Regions from separate parts of the Mus musculus genome. Here all the other regions are linked to region 2. The links are chromatin contacts, called in public promoter capture Hi-C maps. All regions are on one chromosome and are shown on one strand. Each heading gives the region's core, a stretch centred on a gene start, on an enhancer-like site or on the middle of the called end of the contact. The rest is flanking DNA. Distances are from core to core; before and after follow the strand shown. Region 1 overlaps Rad54l2 (RAD54 like 2 (S. cerevisiae)). Region 2 holds the start of Cish (cytokine inducible SH2-containing protein). Region 3 holds the start of Gmppb (GDP-mannose pyrophosphorylase B).

Evidence for each region. Promoter capture Hi-C pulls out the DNA fragments that hold promoters and counts their contacts.
Region 1: a contact with region 2 is called in a promoter capture Hi-C map of liver, with 3 times the contacts expected there. The contact joins the enhancer-like site here to the promoter of Cish in region 2. A contact is called at or near these places in 3 of 39 promoter capture datasets (hippocampal neurons and liver), 3 of 115 datasets of contacts at active chromatin or transcription factors (bone marrow-derived macrophages, embryonic forebrain and fetal liver) and 2 of 9 other capture datasets (adipose tissue and embryonic tail).
Region 3: a promoter capture Hi-C map of erythroid cells shows a contact between it and region 2, with 5 times the contacts expected there. The contact joins the promoter of Gmppb here to the promoter of Cish in region 2. A contact is called at or near these places in 1 of 39 promoter capture datasets (erythroid cells) and 1 of 115 datasets of contacts at active chromatin or transcription factors (memory CD8 T cells).

The regions. Positions count from the first base shown.
Region 1 is chr9:106,725,067-106,729,555 of GRCm38.p6, reverse strand. The region is part of intron 2 of Rad54l2 (RAD54 like 2 (S. cerevisiae)); the gene reads left to right. Among named protein-coding and RNA genes, the nearest start is that of Tex264, 41 kb to the right of the region's middle. Within about 2 kb of position 2,410, at least 9 of the 459 cell types and tissues checked have an H3K27ac peak or open chromatin away from gene starts, as enhancers often do. A contact at or near this core is called in liver, where this site is marked.
Region 2 is chr9:107,294,935-107,299,468 of GRCm38.p6, reverse strand. It overlaps Cish (cytokine inducible SH2-containing protein), which reads right to left and starts at 2,810. Exons shown (of 3, transcript NM_009895.4): 1 at 2,435-2,810. The coding sequence starts at 2,454.
Region 3 is chr9:108,046,316-108,050,957 of GRCm38.p6, reverse strand. It overlaps Gmppb (GDP-mannose pyrophosphorylase B), which reads right to left and starts at 1,694. Exons shown (of 9, transcript NM_177910.4): 1 at 1,313-1,694; 2 at 1,117-1,197; 3 at 981-1,029; 4 at 701-843; 5 at 349-507; 6 at 186-264; 7 at 1-109. The coding sequence starts at 1,441. It overlaps Ip6k1 (inositol hexaphosphate kinase 1), which reads right to left. Exons shown (of 6, transcript NM_013785.2): 6 at 2,176-4,642.

The DNA of each region.
Region 1 (4,489 bases), core at 1,161-3,660, 570 kb after region 2:
AAATGACAGTAGTCTAGAGAGATGGCTCTGTGGATAAGAACATTGCTGCTCTTCTAGAGGACCAAGGTTCAATTCCTTCACCCATATAGCAGCTCATAGCTGTTGGTAATATTAGTTCTAGGGGATCTGATGCCTTCTCCTGGCATCTTCAGGCATGCACACTGTTCACAGACATATAGGCAAGCAGAGTACCTATACACAATAAATTAAAACAACAGCAAACCCCCAATCCTGACTCTCCCTCTTAGAAACCTTCAATTGTCAATAGCTCTTCAACTAGGGGTGGGGAGTCACAGCTGGTCGTTCTTCCATACTGGAATGTTGGCTGGCTTTGGGGGAAATGCTAAGCAAAAATTTGATTGGGATTAAGACAGAATATCCAACAACTTCTGAACTGACTATAAACCTGTCTCTGCTACCCTGTGTTATACGTTTGTACACATGTATTCTCAGCATTGATTATAAAATTAAATTTTATTGATCAACTCTGAAACCCATTTAAGATGCTCTACATTTTATACCATTTACTACTATTTCCATACATGTGTAGAGACTGGAGGTCAACTTTAAGTGACTTCTTTATTGTTCTCACTGAACCTAGATCTCAGCTAGGCTGGCTGGTTGGCCAGCAAGTTCCTGGGGCACGTCTCTTGACTATGTAGGTACATGCTGCCATGTCTGGTTTTTAGGTGGGTATTGGGAATCTAAACTTGGTTCCTCATACTTTATCCACCGAGTCATCTCCTTGGCCCAAGATTTTATTCTTTATGTAAAAATAAACAAGCATATATACTTCAATGTGCAAATATGTTTAAATTTTCACAAATATAATTATATGTACACAAAAGAATTAAAATTTTAAATAGCATATATTATGTATGCTTGAATATCTTTATTATTGTAAAAAAATTTTGGGGGGGGGGAGGTAAGGTCTCACCTTATATTATTATAGCTCAGGAAAACCTAGAAGTCACTCTGTAGTCTGGTCTGTCTGGCCTTGAACTCAGTGATCATCCACCTCGGCCTCCTCAGAGCTGTGCTACAGGCATGAACCGCCCTGCCAGTCCTCCCTCTCTCCCTCCCTCTCAGGGCTGGGGCAGGGTTTCTCTGTGTACCCTTGGCTGTCCTGGAACTCGCTCTGTAGACCCTTGTAAAAATCACTTTGATCTCGTCTTATGGAAGTTTGTTTTTTAACTTGTATTTCACTAGTCTTCATGTGTGCTTCATGCCAGTACCTCATTTTTGAATATTGCAGCTTTGTACTAAGTTTTGAAATAAAAATAGGAATCTTCCAACCTTGCACCTTTAAAAAATGTTTTTGGTTAACTTTGTAACTATTATTTATTGCAACACTTTTTCTCACTTGTTTATGTGTGGCTTTTTATGAGATGCAATGATAAAGTTGAATATCTGTGATGGAGATGTTATTACCTGTAGAATGTAAATTTTTATTATATGATTCACTATTGAAGATATTTGCAGATACTTGAACACTAAAGCACTATTTATTACTCCAGTGGTAATAGAATAGAATAAAAATAAAGGAAGGGAAAATATACAAAGGCGTGTAGACCACTGTACATGCAAATGGAAGGAAGAACATGCCCAGCAGCAAGAGAATGGTGCTAGGTGATTTTGCTTACAGTGTGCCATGCACGTGGCAATTGTGCACTCTTTGTCAAGGAAGCACTCAGATACAGGGCCGGTGACAAGGCTCAGTGGGTAAGTGTGCTCCTTGTTACGCTTGATAGTCAAGTCTGACCCCAGAACCCATATGTTGGAAGAAGAGAACCAACTCCCACAAGTTGTTTTCTGACCTCCACACATGCATGTTTGCACATGAACACACACACTCACATGCACACAAAATAAAAATTTTTTAAAATTTACATATATGAGGCAGCTAACAGAACTCAAGAAGGTATATACTCACTAATCAGTATATGAAATATATAAATATATATTCACAAATGTGGAGAAATTAGCATATAGGTAGTTGAGAGTTTAGTGCTCATTTAATTTATTTTCCCTTAAAACTTAAAAAGTTGCACTTGCATATAGCCCAGCAACAGAGCACTGATCTAGTCTGTCCAATACTGTATGCTTAACTCTCTGCACTGCAAAAGTTAGAGATAAATTACTATTTAAATTATGCAATTTTGAAAGATAGTGAACACAGTGACAGGATGAACTTGCTGTGATTATTATTATTTTGGGGGTTGTCACACCCCCTGTTGCCTTTAAATATCTATATTTGGGGTTCTACCCCAGTTCAGATCATTTAGTTCCCAAATAAAAGACACAGAGACTTTTAGGTTCATAATAAACCTTAAAGCACTAGAGCTGGGCAGACATCAGCCCTCTATGCTGTTTTGTCTATTTGCCTGTGGTGATCCCTAAGATATCGCTTGCCAGGTTCTGCCTGGGCCACTCCTACTCTATCAGGCCAGTCCTTGTGACTGTGCCCTCACTATCCACTAACCCCATGGCAACCTCCTTCCTTCCTCCTCTGTCTCTTAGTCCCTGCCTGAGAACCCAAGCCCAGGAACCTTCTCTGTGCCTCCCTCTCTTCTGCCTAGCCTAGGCTGTAAGCAAGGTTTATCTCTGGTCAGGAGCAACCAGATCTTGGTAGCCATATTTAGCATTTGAATACACAGCAATATCAGACCAACTCCCTACATGAACTCTCTGTCTGCTTCCAGCTCTATTCCAGCAAGCCAGTCTGTCATTTGTTCTCAGGTCTTCCATCCTTAACATTATAAACCGTTTTCCCCCTTGATTAGAGCCGTACCTCGGGCTGGAATTCGCCAGGTGGACCAGACTGGCCTCACACTTGGTCCAGTGCAAGCCTCCTGCTTCTGCCTTCCGCTGCTGGAAGCACAGGCATGGGCCACTGTGCCTAGCTTTCAAATTATAAAAGGAGCTCCTGGGTCTGGAAAGATGCCTTAGTAGTTGTGAACTTCTCTTGAAGAGGACCTGGGTTTTGTTCCTAGCAGGCTCACACCTGCCTGCAACTCCTGCTCTAGGAGAGCTGACACTTTCCCTCTGCAGGCACCCACAAGCGTGTAACATACCCTTCAGTCAGATTTGTACATATACACATGGTTAAACTTTTTAAATGTAGTTGTTTATATTATGAAATACTGAGATGATCCTCAATTATCTTTAAAATTATTTTTATTGTTAATTTATTTACATTTCCACAAGAATCACATATGGTTGGTATCCTTTTACATCTTTTTAATTTATTGATTTTTGCCTCCCTTATATATTTTTTTCTTGCAGTTTATTTCTGAGGAAAAGGATTTACTGGCTCTATAGTTTTATATATTCTAGATTTCACTGATTATACTCATGTGGTCTTGTTTAACATAATTTCTTTGTCTTTTTCAATTTTGTAAACTTCAAATGTGTTGAGATTAGGGTATAAAAATTTTGGTGCATATAGCCCATGGATTGTAGTGTATGCATAATTTTTACGTTTGTTTCTTGAGGAAGTATCTGAGTCTGGGATGTTTTCATTCTCTCTGTCATCTTGCCTCAGTCTTACAAGTACTGGGATTACCTGTATGTGCTACCACTCCTGACCCAGCATTTATCATTATATAATGCATTTACCACTATCATGCATTTTTATCACAGGACATTAGTAGGAAATGCTGAGTTTTAGAGGCCACTGGTCTCTCAGTATAGAGGGAAAGGGGTGATCCCTAGAAGTATATGTATTTGTGCACTTACTAAATGAAATGTGCGGGGTGGTGTGTCCTGTCTCTCTCCCTTGCCACCCATGCAAGGTTTATCAGTTAAATTTTTGGTGATGGTGGTATTTATAACTCATTTCCAAGAAGCTTATGCAAGTGGTCTTTGTTTATATAACTTGTGATTGCTACTCATAGGTGACTTGAGTGAAAGAGAAAGTTCAAGGCATTCAGGTCAGGGAGAAAGTTCAGGGGTATTTGTGCCCAGGTCTGAACCTATGATCTTAGCCAGGGTAGTAATAGCCATTGACTTTTAAGCTATGCAGATACTAATTACATTTGTTATATGTCAGAACGTAGGACTTTTTACCTTCTTGTTTGATTATAGGTGGGCCTACCACAACTGGCCAGTTTCTGAGCATTTAAAAGATTTTATTGCTATACTCAGCCCCCTGCCCCCCAACCCCAACCCCTGCTAAACCCTAGGTAATAGGCCTTATAGTTTGGAATGGATATTTAATAGTAAATCTGTCTGTAACTCTGAAAGACTAACAGTTGTGCTTTTTTCCTCCCAAGATCAGCCTATTCTATGTGGAAGCATGACAGGCAGAACAAGGAAACAACAGTTAGCAACAGGTTCTCACTGTCCAGCAGATCAATCTCAGCCCCCTTGGCTTGACCTTGCAGAGCTGCCCCCTGTTCTGACTCTGTCCTGTCTGCCTACTCTTTAACCTTGATTCCAACTGGTCCTCCAAGTAGTTACTCAATAAATTTGCTTGTGAAATAGAAAC
Region 2 (4,534 bases), core at 1,561-4,060:
CTACCACAAGAATGGGGAACCTGTCAATCCAAAAACTGTCTCACAGTTGTGTCCCTCCCAGCTGAGGTAGCCTGTTAAATGCCACTCTACCTGGTAGAGTCACAGAATGAACTAGGGTGGGGTTCTCAGGGAGACCTCAAGATTAGCGTAGAAAGCCTAAGGTTACATAGTAGCTCCTGGTCAATAGGAATATCTGTTGGGGGTGGGGGACCACAGTGCCGCACTGGCTAAGACGTAAAACAAGCTTCTACCCACTCCGGCCAGATTCACATCCTGGGCTCTGCTCCTCCCGGCTGAGGGAAGGCAGTGTCCTCTAAAGGCATTGATGAATTTTATCTCTCATAAATAGGAGCTCCTACCAAAGGGCAGGTTACTCAGCCCACATTCCAGACTCCACCCTATGGAGGCACCCTATGAGTGCCTCGGCCCTGCTGTTGTAGGATTTTTATGTAAAATCTGCTCCTCTCTGGGTTGCAGTTTCTCCGCCTTCCAGATGATGGCCTACTTGCCCTGAGGGGTTTGGGCTGGGGTTAGGGTAAATCTTCCTAGCAGAAGCCCACCCAGGTGGTGACCCAGGGTCCCTGCATCTGGTGGGAAAAAATAGTTGGCTCTCTCTAATTTCTAATAAAATATGTCCCCAGGCCTCAGTTTTGTGTCTAGTCAAAGACCTCCAAATAATGAAACCCTAGGTTCAGCCCACACTGGCTGGGAAAGGCAACACTGTATCAGGTATTGCCGGTAAACAAGGGGTGGTTAGGAGCTGCTAGCAGTCGGCAAGGACAGACGCCAGACCTAACAGTGGAAGTAGTGTTTAGAAGGTCATAGTCCTGTGACCACTCAGGAGAGGGGTGACAGGCTCTGGCACCTATAGCCTGCCAAGGGTTTTTCCCACACCCGCTCTTGACCCAGCTATGAGAGCCCTGGAATCCCACTTAGTGAGTTACAGGCAGAATTCTGAGGCGACTGGCTTGTTGGGGCCCATAGCTTGATCCAGGTTAGGGAGTCATTTCATGGCCTCTGTGGCAGGTACAACCAGACAGCTTAGTTGGATCCCTTCCATAGGTCCCACATGTGTATATAGTAGGCACCTCTGGGGCTAGTATGGTATCTAGGTATAGAATGACGATGCTAATCCCCAAATGTTGCTGGGAGGGACTAAATATCTAGGGAGGGGTGTGTCTGCCACTGTGTCATCACGGTGGGGGTGAGGACTGGTGTGTTCCAAGAACCTGTGTGTGCATGTCTTGGAGTCTAGCCATGAAGTTCCACCTGAGAACACATGCCAATAAGATGAGCCGAGCCAAGGGAGGCTGGGATACATGGGCTTGTTAAACAACTTGTTTCCCCAATACCCCAACACTGCTCCTGAGGTTCCCATGGGCCTTCAATTAAGGCAAAGTCAAAGAGGCTCTGGGGACCCAGAATGGAGAAGTGGGGGCACCCAAGAAAGGAAGGCAGGGTGCAGGGAACTGCCGAAGAGTCCGAAAATTCAGAGAATAAAAGAACATGGTAGGAACTACTAGGGAATACAGTCTTCTCAACAGCTCCATGAATGTCCTCTTCCTGGGACTCAGAGCTGCTTAGAGCAAGGGCATTTCAGCCTGGCCCCACCTTCCACCCTTCCTCACTTGGTACCATTCCCATGTCAGTTATAACAATTACTACTGGATCACAGATCTCCCTGGATTTGTCACACACACACACACACACACACACACACACACACACACACACACACACACCTCTCTTCTTGGGTTTTCCTGAATTCCTGACCGATCAGTGTTTGAAGGGGACGCTGAAAGCTAGGGTAAACAGGTGTTCCGAGTACACTCTACCGAAGCCAAGACTTTGTTTTATTAAAGCCCCACTTTCACCATGGTCCCATATTCCATGTCAACGGGAAACCTTGGAGAAGGCAGGCTGAAGTCTTTATCACACTGAGACATCAATCTGAGCTAAGAGACGGAGTGGGGTGCTCCTAAGGGGTGTTGTTTATTAGGCGCCGGCCTGGGAAGAGTCAAAGACCTCAGGCTGGCTTCCTAAGAACCTAATCGCTGACCTGGGACGGAGGAATGAACTTCTGAACACAGAGGGATCTAAGGGCTGGCTCAAGGTCACCGACAGGTACGGAGCCAGAAGGCTAGGTAAACTATGAGCTCAAATTGAGTCTAGACTTGTGAGCCCCGTCCTGGAGAACCTCTTACAGTTGGCGCTAGTGAAATCTCAGGAATGGGGGCTCCTCCCACCGTTCGCGGGCTCCGTTTCCCTATCCATACGAAGTGTGTGTGGGTATCCTAGGCACACCACTCGAAGTCCTTTAGCCCTCCATCACCTCCAGTCGGTCAAGCCCTCCCAAATCCCGCAGCTAACTCGAGGCCTGTGATCTTCCATATCTCCCGCATGGAGCCTAGGTAGGGAAAAAAACTGAGCTTACCCCTGTACGCAAAGGACCATGTCCCAGAGACAACGGCGGCTCGAGAGTCGGAGTTCGGCGGGATGGAAGGAGAAAGGAGCCAATGGGTGCCAGGGGTGCGAAGGTCAGGGTCCCGGGGCACACGGGCGGCGAGCAGGGACTGAAAGGCTGTGGTGCGAACAGCTTGGAAGGACGAGGGGGGACGGGCTGGGCCGGTGGGGCGGGGCCAGGCGCCTCCTAATCTTTTGTCCGCTGCGTCCCAGCCCTTCCCGGAAGCCTCATCTTCCTAGAACCGCGGGCTTTGCGGCGGCCCGGAGGGGAACGGGGGTGCAGGCGTCTAGTGCTTTGGACCGAGAAAGGAAACACCTTTGACAGATTTCCAAGAACTTTCCAGGAAAACTGGGCGGGAGCTCCTAGAGTTGACCAATCGTATCGCTGGACGTGAGACGAGCATCTAGACCGACCTATTGAAGTGCAGGGACCCTGAACTGACGTGCCCGAGTGGGGCGGGACCTAGAGACTAGTAGGCAAAAGACTGGGTTGGGGACAAGTTAAGAAGGAATGTGGATGCAACTGGAGACCAGATTGTCTTCCCTCTACTTCTTTGGGGATGGGTGCGCTTATCCCCCCCCCCCTAGAACTACAGCGCGGGGGCAGGGTCGGGCCGGTCCTCTTAGCCAGCCGCTTCTAGTTTATCGGACGTTGTCTCTGGCGGCCGTGGTCTCGCTTATTGCAGGACACTGTGTGAGAAGGTGGGTGGTGTGCTGTGAGATCTGGAGAAAGACTTAGGGAGAGGCCTGGAGCCCTGAAGAGGACGGAAGAACTAAGGAGGTCCACTGTGGCCACTACAGCTAAAAGAGTTCAGGTTACATCTAATCTTTTGTAATCAAATGATCTCATCCCTTCTTTGCCTAATCTCTGAGTGGACCGACAGTTGGGGAAATTACCCTCTTGAGTCAGTAAACAGAGATAGTCAGCTCCCAGACAGCCCTGTCGATGGCTTGTTTGTTTTTGTTTTAAAATTGAATTCAGACTACCTTGGAGCTCAGTTTGTAGACCAGGCTGGCCCCAAACTTCTGAGTACAGGTTTACAATGTGAACTTATAGGCTAAGTCACCATATCTGGTTTACCAAGGAGCTGTAGGGTCTATGTGATCTCCCTCCACATCCACGGTTCAGGATATGGGGAGATAAGATCTGGAGAACCAGTACACCCACTCCTTCCACACACGTCACACCACCCACGTTCCTCAGAAAGGGTAGCTATAAGATTCTTGGCAGCGATGACAGGCTTCTGGCAGTGTCTAGAATCTGAGTATAGTGACTGGGCTTTCCCCAGCCCAGGCTAGGCTCTGGGTGCCCCACCCAAGATAGAGAGCTAAAGATAAAACCCTGTGAAAAGGAAGGAGTTCTTAGGGAAGATAAGAGATTACTCCAAGGGACTCAGTTCCCCGTAGGTGCCCTGGAGGGGAAGTTAAGTGTAACCCAAGCAGGGCTCCCAGAATACAGCAAGAAGCCAGTTTCTTGGAATATGGGTAGGATGGAGTAGGAGTACTCTGAGAACATGGGATCCCTGTATGTATGCATACTAACTCTTCAGTAGAAACTGTCTGTTGCCGCTTTGCTATGAAGATACGGGGGATTTCACAGGTGTCATGCAACAGAGCTGTGGTTTTCTTTTTATTTACTTACCCTTTCCTTTCCTTTCCTTTCCTTTCCTTTCCTTTCCTTTCCTTTCCTTTCCTTTCCTTTCCTTTCCTTTCCTTTCCTTTCCTTTCCTTTCCTTTCCTTTCCTTTCCTTTCCTTTCCTTTCCTTTCCTTTCCTTTCCTTTCCTTTCCTTTTTTTCCGAGACAGGGTTTATTTATCTTTGTAGCCTTGGCTGTCCTGGAACTCACTATGTAGACCAGGCTGGCCTTGAACTCACAGAGATCTGCCTGCCTCTGCCTCCTGAGTGCTGGGATTAAAGATGTGTGCCACCACTGCCTGGCATGATTTTCTTTTTTAAATTGTGTGTGTGTGTGTGGTGTGTGTGGTGTGTGTGTGTGTGTGCGCGCACGTGTGTGTTTTCATGTGTTTGTAGCCACAGTATTCACACAGAGTCAGAGGATAACCTGAGGGAA
Region 3 (4,642 bases), core at 445-2,944, 750 kb before region 2:
ATGCCAGGGCCTGAGTACAGTCTCTCTGGATGCTTCTGTCTCAGCGATTGTAGGAAGAGGCACATGCCAGTGAGGAAATCCTTGGGCTGTCCAATGTCCATCCAGAAGCCTGTACAGAGAGATGGGTCAGAGGGCTCTGCCTAGCCACACACTGACTACCCCACACCCTATGGCCTCTACCTCACCCTGCAGCTCCATGGCATATAGCTGCCCCTCCTTGGCCATAACTGGGAAGATCTCCTTCTCAATGGATGTAGGCTTCAGCTGTGGAAGTGGGCAATTTGTGAGCAGGCCACACAGCAGAGGCCTGCTCCACCCCAGCCCGCCCAGCAGTTCTCTCCTACACACCTGGATGCGCTGCAGCACAGCAGGGCTCAGGATGTACATGCCTGCGTTGATCTTATTGGACACAAACACCTGTGGCTTCTCAACAAAACGGTGGATGCGGCCTGTGTCAGCCTCACATACCACCACACCATACTTGGAAGGCTCTTCCACCTTGGTAACCTGAATATAGAGGTGGAGGGTACCTTAGGCCTAGTCCAGTTTTCTTTACTCTTGATAAATATGCCTATCCCACATCTCAAAGGCTCTCCCCCAAAGACATTCTGCATAGCTTTGTAGCAAAACAGAGTTTAAGACCAGGGGTCAGGAAAGACTCCATGTGAGGGTGGGAATGTCAGAGGAAATCTTCTCTTACCAAGATGGAGCCCTCTTGGCCATGGTGCCGATGAAACTGCACCATGGCTTGGAAGGGGAAATCACATATCACATCACTGTTGAGAACGAAGAAAGGGTCGGCAGTCTCAGATAGTAGGTCTCGGGCCAACGCCAGAGGCCCAGCTAGAGAAGGGGACAAGTCATAAGTTACCACCTTGCTAGGGGCCTAGGTCCAGACTCCAGAGGCCCCACCCATCCGCCCAGATTGGATACCTCTTTGCTGGCCCTAAAGTTTGCCCAAGGGCCTTCCTTATACTGACCTGTCCCCAAAGGCTCCTCTTCATGAGACATAGAGATTCGGATTCCAAGCTGGAAAGAAGAAGCCATCTGGTTATGTTCCTCCTCCAATGGTAAGAGCCCCAGGGACCTAAAGAAAGGGCTAAGTCCATGCCTCACCCTTTGCTCTTGTGCCTTCATTTCCTTCTCCAACATCTGTGACATGTAGCTCACTGCCAGGATCACGTGGTCCACACCTGCCTGTCAGACACAATAAGGTGTGCTAGTTGACTGGCTCAGTCACAAGGTATGACCACCCCTGGCCTCCCAGTCACTATCCATCCCTCTTCCCGCCATAACAGACCCACGGCCTTACCGCAGCAAGCGCCTCCACTTGATGCAGCAAGATGGGCTTATTGCAGAAGTCCACCAATGGCTTCGGAGTGCTCAACGTCAGCGGCCGCAACCGTGTCCCATACCCTCCCACCAAGATCAGTGCCTTCATGGCGTCTGCAGATGTTAGAAGTGGATCTATCGGTCCAAAGTACTTACAGGCCGCCTGACCGACCCCTGCCGCGCACTCCCAACGCCGTGCCCTGACCTGCACGTTTCACCAACTAGACTGACCAACTCTGGTGTCACCTCGCCCCCCTGCTCTACCCTGATGTGGGGTCCAGGATCAGCCAGAACAGAAGACGAGGAACTGGTTGGAGACCGGCTGGTCCGGAGTTCCGGCCGGAGGCGGCGCAGCCAGTGACGTAACAGGGAGAGCCAATCTACGTGGCAGGGCCGCCCGCAGCCGAGCGTCAGACTTTACGCTGCGGCGGACGTAGCCAATTAGATTTCCAACGCCCTGGGCTGCCATGGGGACCCGGAGAACTCGCGAGTCAGATGCCCATTGGCGGATCTAAAGGCGGAACCGAAAGAGGAGGCTTAGCTTCCTATCGGAACCCAGTCCGCCACGCGGCAGCTGCCATCTGCCCCGCCCCGCCCCGCCCCGCCCCGCCGACGCCGCCTACCCCCCCAAAGGCCACTCCAGGTTCGCCCTGATGACCCCGCCCCTCAACACTTGCTCTGACCCCTATATCCAACCCCTCCCGTGCTGCCTCCCCCGACCCCCCACCCCCAGTGTCAGCACTGTCCCGCTGCACCTGTCCCGACCCAGCTCAGCCCGATCCCTAGACTAGCCATGTCGGCCCAACCGGAGGCGATGAAGTTTTCACACAGACTTGGACAGAGTTCAGTTTCTAGAGGCTTTATTTTGACGTATACGACCAGACACAAGCGGGCGGATAGCGCTGGGTGTACAGAAAAGGGCCGGCTTGGGCCAAGCACTCCTCTCCACCACACAGAAGACCTGGGGAAAATGCAAGCGCGCCTAAGCGCCAGTGGAGCCACGTATGCATCCAGGCGCAGGTCTTAGGGTGTGTAGCTTCCAGGAAAGAGGAGCAGATAACAATTTCCAGAATTCCAAGTCTTACATTTCCTCCACAGAAGCAAAGGAAATTTCCCCAGGTTCTCCTTTTTCCTCGTTAAAATGTAGTTTTTAAAATGAGCACACACACACAACCAACTTATATAGCTGTAAAGTTCAAAGCAGTTTGCATCTAGGGAACGTGCACGTGGCCAGATGTGAGCGAATGAGCAGCGGATACTGAACGGATACTGTCCGAGCCCAGGTCCCTTGCCCCTAGGAGAGAATGAATCCCCACACCACTGCACGGCCCACAGCTGAGAGGGGTAGAATCCCAGGCAAGGACATTGCTCTACTGGTCCCTTCCTCTTCCAGCAGCACCCATCCCATTTCACTCCCACCCATCTCCCCGGGCTGGTATGGGCTTGGCCCGGGAAATACAATGGAAAGGGGTAATGTGAGCTCCCAACCCATGATCCCTAGTTGCACTTTGGTCCCAAATTGATGATTGGGAAGGCAGGACCTGTCAGGAAAAAGACAGGGCTCTAGCCTGGGACAGGCAGAAGAGCAGTGGTAAAAGTGTTCGCACACACTTGCCACCACCTATCAGATAACAGAGCTGGGCCTCCAGATATCAAAAGTGCTGAAAAGTGAGGCCCTGCCCTTGAGCAGCGGCAAATCCCAGCCTTTCCTCGCTTGCAGTGGCAGGAGCAGTGCCTACCAACTCCCTTGCTACTTGAGAAGCAGCAGAATGGGGGCAGCACCTCCCAAAATCTGGTAAATCGGAAGTACAGCACATTCCTAGGAGGTCTCTGCTGGCCCCAAACTCCTCTCTTGACCTCTATCCTGCCAAAGAAAAGGTGTCCACGCTAATTAACACTTGCTGCCTGCATGGCACAAGCAACACTACTACTGGACAGAAGACAGGTGTTAGTAAGCAGAGATGGGCCAAGCCGTGCCTCCCGGCCCTAAGGAATGGGAACCTGCCCACCAATGGCACCAGGGTCAGAAGACTGACTTGGATCCGTCACAGAACCCTTTTCAGAGGCTGCATCTCTAAGAACCTGGAAATTATGCCATTCGTTAACAGTTTCTCTCAAAGGTTGGCAGGATTACCTTCAAATGCCAAAACAGAGACATGTTAGAAGTGATAGACTTGGAGACTGTTGCTCACCTTGGCAATGATTGGTGTAGTGTAACCTGTCGGACACTATGTTACAGGCAGCAGCAGGTCTCTACCATGAAAGGACTGGTAGCAGAAATAAAAGCAATAGGTCAGGGTCAACCCTGAGCCTTCATTACCCACCGTTGGTGCTGAAGGCCATACCCCAGGCCCACAAGAAGGCCACTGGGCTAGCAGGTAAACACCACTATGAATCATTTGGCCACCAGGTTTGTAACAGCAGAACCTGCTGAGGAGGGGCACAGGAGCAGACTCACCTCAGAAAAGGAAAGGAGAAGACTGCTGGGGGAAGCATGAAGGAAATCAATATATACTAACCAACAAGGCTATACTCCAGAAAGCTCACCATGAGACAGGGGCTAGCAGGTGGACAAATGGACTTACTGACAAACCCCAGGATTAATCAAAGCTCTCAGCAGACGCTGGGCACCTGTGCCCAGGGCCCTATGTCCCTAAAAGCAAACAAGTTTAAAGTTCTCCCTCCAGGCCTAGAGCCTGGAGCACCACATACAGGGCTGCTGCCTTGAGCTTGGCCTGGAGAAGACAAGACCCTGAGCGGACCACGGTTCCTGAGCCCTGGGAGCAGCAGCCCACCCACAAGCAGCACAGCTGCCCCAGGTGAGGAAGGGATGCCACCCAGAGCCCAGAACTGCAAATACTGTCTGGGCCAGAGCCACTAAAGTCCCGCCCTTAGGCCTCCTGGGACACTGGCTCTCCTCAGCAAACAGCTGTGCCCATCTTAGTGGGATAGGAGGCTATGAGGCCTCCTTAGGTCAGGGATCCCAGCAAGAGGCTGGCTCGAGTTGTGGAGAGAGGAACAGGGTTACATGCCAGTGGGTGCCTAGGGAGCCCAGGGCCTGCCCTCTGCTGAGTTGGCCTTAGCTCAGTTTCACCGATCTAGCCCCATGCCAAAATCAGACCCAAGGGTGAGTCCGTCTGTGCAGCTAGCCCTCTAATGCCCTGAGGCATCTGTTACAGCACTGGCACGAAACTAAGATGGCCCTCAGGACGTGGGCACTTAACCTTCCCCAGTTCTGGGAAATAAGGGATGATTGGGCATGGAGACCGTGTGCCAGCCGAGGGCTTCACCTCACCATCAGCAGAGCCCC